3 separate regions of the Danio rerio genome follow, and all the other regions are linked to region 1. The links are chromatin contacts, called in public HiCAR-type and HiChIP or PLAC-seq maps. All regions are on one chromosome and are shown on one strand. Each heading gives the region's core, a stretch centred on a gene start, on an enhancer-like site or on the middle of the called end of the contact. The rest is flanking DNA. Distances are from core to core; before and after follow the strand shown. Region 1 holds the start of paqr3a (progestin and adipoQ receptor family member IIIa). Region 2 holds the start of prdm8b (PR domain containing 8b). Region 3 holds the start of bmp3 (bone morphogenetic protein 3).

The links. HiCAR-type assays count read pairs that join an accessible place to other places. HiChIP or PLAC-seq counts read pairs in DNA pulled down with a chosen protein or histone mark.
Region 2: a contact with region 1 is called in a HiCAR-type map of caudal fin, with 6 times the contacts expected there. The contact joins the promoter of prdm8b here to the promoter of paqr3a in region 1. A contact is called at or near these places in 8 of 18 Hi-C or Micro-C datasets (caudal fin, embryo, fibroblasts and 1 more) and 3 of 4 datasets of contacts at active chromatin or transcription factors (caudal fin, embryo and pancreas).
Region 3: a contact with region 1 is called in an H3K4me3 HiChIP or PLAC-seq map of embryo, with 5 times the contacts expected there. The contact joins the promoter of bmp3 here to the promoter of paqr3a in region 1. A contact is called at or near these places in 1 of 18 Hi-C or Micro-C datasets (hematopoietic stem cells) and 1 of 4 datasets of contacts at active chromatin or transcription factors (embryo).

Annotation. Positions count from the first base shown.
Region 1 is chr5:40,074,658-40,077,357 of GRCz12tu, forward strand. It overlaps paqr3a (progestin and adipoQ receptor family member IIIa), which reads right to left and starts at 1,350. Exons shown (of 7, transcript NM_200710.2): 1 at 1,166-1,350.
Region 2 is chr5:40,412,193-40,414,892 of GRCz12tu, forward strand. prdm8b (PR domain containing 8b) reads left to right here and starts at 1,359. Exons shown (of 4, transcript NM_001105105.1): 1 at 1,359-1,541. The coding sequence starts at 1,539.
Region 3 is chr5:40,586,122-40,588,821 of GRCz12tu, forward strand. It overlaps bmp3 (bone morphogenetic protein 3), which reads left to right and starts at 1,310. Exons shown (of 3, transcript NM_001077765.1): 1 at 1,310-1,613. The coding sequence starts at 1,346.

The DNA of each region.
Region 1 (2,700 bases), core at 100-2,599:
TTATTTTTCTGCCCTATTTCAAATATTTATTCATTTTTGAACGTAATTACGCATTTACTTTTCCTCAGCTCAACATGCTAACGGGAAGCTGTCTATTAATTAAATGTATTTATTCATGCAAGGGTTTTTATATTTCTTTGTTTATTTATCTGCACATTTGTTTATTTATTTGTTTTATTTATGCAGGGGTTTATGAATTTATATACTCATTTATTTTTGTTTTTATTTATTTATAGTTTTATTTATGCAGGGATTAATGGATTTATTTACTGATTTATTTGCATATTTATTTATTTATTGTTCTATTTATGCAGGGATTAATGGATTTATTTAATAATTTATTTTGTTTATTTGTGTATTTATTTATTTATTGTTTTATTTATGCAGGGGTTAATGGATTTATTTACTAATTTATTTTATATATTTGTTTATTTAAAATAAAAATGAAAAATTACGACAAACAACCACAAAACAGTGAAAGTATAAAAATGTAACCAAATTCGTAGTATTAATTAAAAAATATTAATAATATTAAATAAAAACCTATTACTATTACTAAAATAACACTGTATAATACCTTTAGAAAACTAACTAAAAAGTACATTTGAACAAAGAGCCTCCTAAGTTAGTTATTTCTAATTAACTTACAGCATAAAAATCAATGGTAAGGTTAGGTGTATGTCTTGCTCTGATTAACGTAACGTTAACTGATTAAGGTTATAGTGTTACTGGCTAAACGGTTAAGTTAGTTTATTATGGAAAAAAAACACAAAACATCATACATTAATACAAATTTCGCCTTATTTAAAACAAAAAATAAGGTAACGTAATACAATAACATAAACCGACGTCCAGACACTGTCCAACACTAAACCTCCAACACTAAACCTTCCCCACTGTTACACTAAACCTTTAGGCAAAATACGAAAACACACAACGTATTAACCTAACGTTACTAAAAATAAACGTTCCCAAACATTTTACTGAAATGAAAGCAATAACCTAATAACTTGCCCGATAGCCTTTATCACAAGAAAATCGCTGTCACTGCGATGTATCTAAAATTGATAACAGCTAAATGCTAAGCACGTCTAACGTTAACGTTAGTTGTTTTTTTTTTCAGAAACGGTTTAAAACGTTCGCTTAATCCTACATTTATACTTACTATTGATCAGATAAAGGTCTTCATTGAAGAATCCGCGGTTGTGTCTTTGTTTTCAATAGCCCATATTCAGAGTCATGTTAGCCCGGTGTGAGCAGCAGGAAGTTGTGCTGTTACTAGCTGCTAACAGGCTAATCAAGAGATTACTTGATGTCACATGTACGTTAACCTGAAGCATTAATCCTTCTGCCTGCTCTCAAGTGATTACTTTATCAGTCATCTATCATTTTAATTTGATAAATAATAATAATAATAATAATAATAATGATAATAATAATAATATATAATTAAAATGTAATAAAATATCTAATTATTATTACAAATATGCAACTAGAAATGGGTTTGCTACACAGTTTCTTATATATTGATTTATTTTACATTATTTAGTAAATATATTTACTGTAAGTGTTTGGAACTACCAGCTGCAATAGACTAGCATCCATGCAGTTTTCATAGCGTTCATTTCATGGACTGTCTTCAGACCTGTAGGTGGCAACTTCTGGCAAGCTGCTGTCAGCACGTTTTGAAGAAGACATTCTTCTTTCATAAACATCTCAGGTGTAATCTTGTGTGATACTCCTCTGGGGCTAGAATCACACTTAATCTTCCCTCAGCTATTACACCCAAGATAATTACCTTCTCAAGTAGGAGTGTGTTCTTCATTAGCACTCCTAATTCACCTTTCAGCACTTCACTCTTCAACAGGCTGTCATCAGCACTGCCAAGGCAATTTGCCTGACTGCAGCAAATCCACTATGTCAGCGAAAGAGTGCCATTACAGTTTTTTTTTTTTGTTCTAGTGTCTTTTATCAAAGACCCTTTAAGGCAAATAGAATTCTATAGTCTGATGTCTTTTGTGTCCTTAAGAAATAATGACAAATAATTTATTTAACAGAAACTGTGTGTAGGGTTGGACAATGAAATTGAAACTGGTCAATTTTGTGTTTAAGGTTTCATGGCTAAATTTGACAGGCATTCATTGATTGCACATTCCACCAGTAAGAGAAGAGTGTGAAGGTTTAATTAGCAGAGTAATAGCACAGTTTTGCAATTGCAATTCACACAACATTATCAGAGTTCAAAAGAGAACAAATTGTCAGTGCGTGTCTTGCTGACGTATCTGTGACCAAGACAGCAACTCTTTGTGTTGTATCACAGTATCTAGAGTAATGTCAGCATGAAGAAGAATGAACCACATCCAACAGGAGTAACTTTGAACACAAGAGGAGACTGGTTGTCTTCGTGCTAACCCGGATAATATCCAAAAAACATAAAACCACAGCTGTCCAACCCACTGCAGAATTAAATGTGCACCTCAACTCTCCTGTTTCCATCAAAACTGTTCATTGGGAGCTCTACAGGGTCAATATACACGGGGGAGTCATGGTGAGGAGAAGCCCCAAAGAAGCGTAACATTCAGACTGTTGCATGCCCAGAGTGAAGCGTGAGGGTGGATGAGTGATAGTTTGGGCTGCAATATCATGGCCCAACACTTGTGATGGATGGGTGCATCACTGCCAAGGACTACCGAACCATCC
Region 2 (2,700 bases), core at 109-2,608, 340 kb after region 1:
GCTGAAGGGAACAGCGGTGTGTGCAGTGGTCTGGCTCAATACTCACTGCTGTCTCCCACAGATGTTAATACAGACATCAGATCCAGTCGTGCTGAGGTAAGGGTGAGCAGCAGCGCTTCTCTCTCCGCGAGCCGGCGCAACACAGCAGGTGTGCACGCGACAAACCTCCGCGCTCACGAGATGCGGAATAAGAGCGCCCCAGATGCAGATAACTATCAATAGAGCAATTTGCTAGTTGTCTGTAAGCAACACTGAGGAAAATGGGAAAAAAGAAATGATAATTATAATAGTCTCCAACGACATAATTAAGAGCCGGATCACGTTGCAAGTGGAGACATGTTGCCTGTGCACGGAAAAGTCCAAGTGAAGGCAGAAGCCGTCCTTCATTATTGGAAAGCCTTTGGACAAAGACACTCAACTAAGAACAACTCAGAGCTGCAATAAGAAACTTTCTGTTGTGTATTTGGCTAATGGCATGAAATCAGTAGGTCTTCAAGGCAGCCACCAAGAAGTAAAAATTATTTCCCTATAACCTTAAGTAACTTTAATTGGAAAGTTTATGTAAGTTAACTCGTTGACAAAGCTACATTCTCGTGTTTTGACATGTAATTTTACTTTAAATACAATTTACAGTTTTACTTTGCTGCACAAAATAAAGAAAAAATAATGTTACAAAGAGTAGGCCTAAATTTTCTTTGAAAGTCTTATAAGAAAAGGGACACAAAACTCAGTGAACGCAGCATTATTTGTATTGATTTCCATTTAAAAAGATAATGTATTTAGTAAATGTTTCTGCTTTATTTTAGCGTCACGTCACGTGTTGCCCTGGTGGTGTGTTTGTGTGGGCAATATGGGCATTGTTTTTATTGGCCACAATATCATGTGACCTTCCATTGTGCAACCTGTGTTATTATCAGTCTATGTAACAGTACAAAAGCATAACAGATATAGGTTGGTATAGTAGTCTAATTACCATAAAATAGTTATCAATATGTCACTCCTTAATGCAACAACTGTTTTTTTGCAACCACAGTTTTGACCATAAATGTAATAATATATTATATTATGCATTCTACAACAGCTAAATAAACATAACACAATGAATGTTAGCCAGTTCAAAAATAAAAATGCAAAAAGGCTGAAATAATTTTGAATATTCCTTTAAAATATAATGAAATATCCGGCCAATTTGCATCTGTTTTGCAGAGCACACATTACACTGTTTCATATGTACTCTACATCTACTAACTGTCGGCGACCGAAGAGTTAAAGGGAGGAGACGAAGCGTGTCACGCCTCATTGGGCAGATTATGTGCAGCAAACAAAAAGTGTGTATGTGGGTGCCAGTCAGTCAGTGTATCGGCCCCATCTGCACGCCTCTCCGCGCTCGCGAATCATAAGACGGTCGGCAACACTGTCACTTTCAACAGACGGGGAAATGTACTGACTGCACGGACTTCCCTGGACGCGCTCAACACATATTTGAAGATATACTGACAGCCATTTCGGAACCTTGTGGATTATTTTACCCTAACACCATGGTGAGTAATGACAAATTTGCAATAAATGCAGCCGGTGGCTAGAATAAACGGGACTCTGCAGCGCTCAAAACAGCATCCTCGCAGCCGCGTTTAGAAAGCCCGCAGATGGTAGACGAGAGTCGTGAAAACAGAAACTGGTTACACATCATAAAGTCGTAAAGTTAGAATAGCAACCAGACCGCAGATTTAAAAGAAAGCGCAATAAATTATAGCCTGAAACAGGAGGTCAATGGGTTCCCTCCTCTATTTTAGAAATGCGCATATATTCGTGGCTCTATTATAGTATTTAGTTGAAATGCATATTCATTGGATCCTTTGTGTGATTTGCAGGAGTGAGAGTGCGACCTCACAGCTACAAAAGGAGAGGATCGTGAAAAGAAGGGCAAAATTCACACTGACGCTTTTTATTGATGAAGGGAACTTTGAACATTTGTGTCCTGATAATACATTCGAGAGTCGGACGTGTCCGCTTGAAATAGCATCTTCATCATCATAAATTAACTGTTATTTAAACACTTTGCAGAAATATAGCTATTTTTCTAAATGTTAATCCAGTCTGTTTTAGTGTCTTATACTTTATTTGAGCAATAGGCCTAAATACAGAATTTAAAAAAAATTAACTGGATTGCATTAAAAATCTGGATCCGCTGAAAAATATAAACGAATTACATTTGCTTGAAAAATAAATTAAAATAAATAAGATTATTAATACATTTTGGAGGTCACGGCATAACCTCAATCTTCACAACTGCAAGTTGATAATATTTCACTCATTTAATATTTTATTTTATTTATTTATTTTTTAAACCGCATCAAAAAGAGACTGTGGAAATTGTATGTTGCACTAGACTATAGTATTTACAACAAAACTATTTTAAAAACAGACACTAATAAGGTGGACAATTACTATTCACAAACTAAATATATCTGTATGGAATATTTGTCTTATGTTTTGATTTTGTCTAGAAACACTGTTGTGTTGAACAAGTTACACCAGCAATTCACGCGTAAAACTATACGAGAGATTTATCTCATTTGTAAATCTGAATTAGGGGGTTAAAGAAGAAAAAATAATTAACTCTGCGTGCTGCCTTAATTAAAATCTCAGAAGAAATGTGGTGGATTATGGTAATAAGGAGACATACGTTCCTTCTTGTAG
Region 3 (2,700 bases), core at 60-2,559, 510 kb after region 1:
TTTTTTTTTTTTTTTGTCTCAAAGTCACACCTTCATACTTCTGTTTGTGAAGAAGAGCATGCTGGTAGTAATAGAGAGCGAATCAAATCTTTTCAATAAATCACTTGATGAAGTTCACAAAACAAGTGTTTCGGTTTTGAATCGGGCGGAATGAAAACGAGCGATTCAGCAAGTGCTAAAGTCTCCTACCGAAGTTATACACATATTAAAACTATTGTGAAATAATATTGCAATCCAAAACAACCTTTTTCTGTTTTTAAATAGTTTACAATGGTTCTTGAATTGGACGGAATGAAAATTAATGAGCAATTATTTAACCGAGTCTTTTGAAGTGAATCTTTTGGACAAGTCTGGCTGCTTAACTGATCATTCAACTGTGAGACCATGAAAAACCACATGCCATTCTAGATCTAGGCTTTTTTTTTTCAAGGGCATTAAAATAAGGACTTTTGGCTGACACTGGTCCTTGGTGATTCATAAGCCGACACTTTTAGAGTCTAAAGCACATGCAGGAAGATTTTTTTTTCTGTATTGGACTTAATTGAGAAGCTGTAAAATTGTGAACAAACTGCAAATAATGTATGAAATAAAAAAAAAACAATGAAAATCCCATACCCATTAATAAATACAAAATTCTGAGAGGTTGTTTACAAACTGGTTAGTTTTCTAGCCTAAATAAATTTGTTTTATTAAAACGTTAAAAAACAGGTTAAACCAAATAATTGTATAATAAAGTGTCAATGCAAATTGTATTTAATTTACAAATGGATTATATTTTATGTTATTCTGACTTCAACAATTTGAGCAGAGCTTTTACGGAGTACTCGAGAGTGCACGTGACCTACATCAGTCCCTTTATTGAACCGGTTCTTTGAAAAGAACCGTTCAAAAGAACCGATTCGCAGAATTAGTCGGACTTCCCAATAGTGTCCGAATGCGCCCATAAGCCTTATATATTACTAGCGCGACACGCTTTACCTTCAATGAACGCAGACAAGAGGCGCGATTGGCTGAGGACAGCATCGCTCAGATACAAAACCGAGGATCAAGCCTGACCATTAAGACTACAGCAGATCAAACCCACACGGACATCATTTTACACAAGGACTGAATTCTGCTGCATGAACGTCGATCTTTGGAAACGTGCATATGGACTATTATGTTGAGTAGCCTACACCAAAGTGACATCTCGTTTAACTTTCTTTTTTTCATTTTCTCACCCTTTTTGCCTTATTTCGGGGGCCCATGTGATGCTCTCCTTCTCAAGAGACAAGAGTTTGTTTAGGTATTCAGCAGCACTGATACACTACACCTAGATCAGCTTCCATAGTCCCGCACCTCCAGCATGGATCGCTGTCAGCGGCTGTTTGTCCTCCTGTTGGGATGCGGTTATCTGTGCTGTGGATACTGTGCTGTGCTTAAAACGCCTGTCATGGGGTTCTCTAAAGATGTGCAACTTGGACAAAAAGCAGAAGAGCCAGAGAAGCAGCATGTGAAGAAGAGCGAGCAGGACACGCTGTCAGAGCACATGCAGATGCTCTACGCCAAATACACCAGCGCGGGATTCCCTCTCAAAGACGGAAACACTGTCCGCAGCTTCAAGGGCCATTTGGGTAAGTGTTCAATTGATTATGTTGTAATTGACTAAACAGATCCATGCAATCGTCATGTCACGTTTGAAAAGGTTTTCAATAGTGGCTTGTTCGTTTTGCGCTTCAACTGACGGAATATTCAGTCAAAATAGTCAACACAATCTGTCTGCGTCTTATCTCTGTTTGAATCTATTGTTTCCATTACATTGTTCTCTTATATCTAAACCAAAGAGATTTTTCGGAATGTGCAGATGATAACTAAAGCAGTGAGCCACTAAATAAAACAATAAATTGATTTAGTGAACTATCTCTTTAAGAGTTGGTGCTATTACACCTGTTGGTTTGGTTTTGCACGAGACATCAGCTCTAGTTGAACAGCCTGTCCTGTGGCGTTTCATAAATCATTTCACAAGTTGGTTTTAAGACTTTATTGTTATTGGATGTCACTGAGTGAGCAAGCTGAACTTTTTTTTCTACAGAGTTGTTGACCAAACAAGCGATCGTCCGTCTTTAGCATTTGCAGGTGGATTTAGCGATTCTCGTTTAGTTAAATCATGTTTCAGGTATGAGATGTGATGTTTATTGAACATTAATCGCTGGTTTGACAAATATCTTTTGCTCGCTCAGGCTGAGACGCTGATAGTAAAACTGCACTAGTGTTGCCAGATCTCTCCTTCACAAAAACCCAAATTAAGCGACAACATTAGAAACAATGTTTACTAAAGTCTCAGGAAAAAAAAAGTTTAAAAAGCGGTCACTGTATTTGTTGCATTTTAGATGTATTATTAGGTACTTATATATACATTTTATATTCTAATTTAAATATAGTCTAGGAGTAAATAAAAGACTTATAATGGCATTGGGCAGAGTTCAACTTTGCTTTAATGAGTTGTTTGCGCACTGCTAGACAGAAAATCCACTAAATAGCGCTGCCCCGACTTCACACATTTAGCCTATAAGCGACTGAAAAAAACGGCTAAAGTGGCTTATTCATTAGACATGGCAGCCCATGCACCTATACCGCCCTCTGGTGTTTAGTTCGTGGTCTCGTGTGCTTGTATTTGCACTGATTTCTTTATCTGTTGCTTAAGTAAATACTACATTCAGC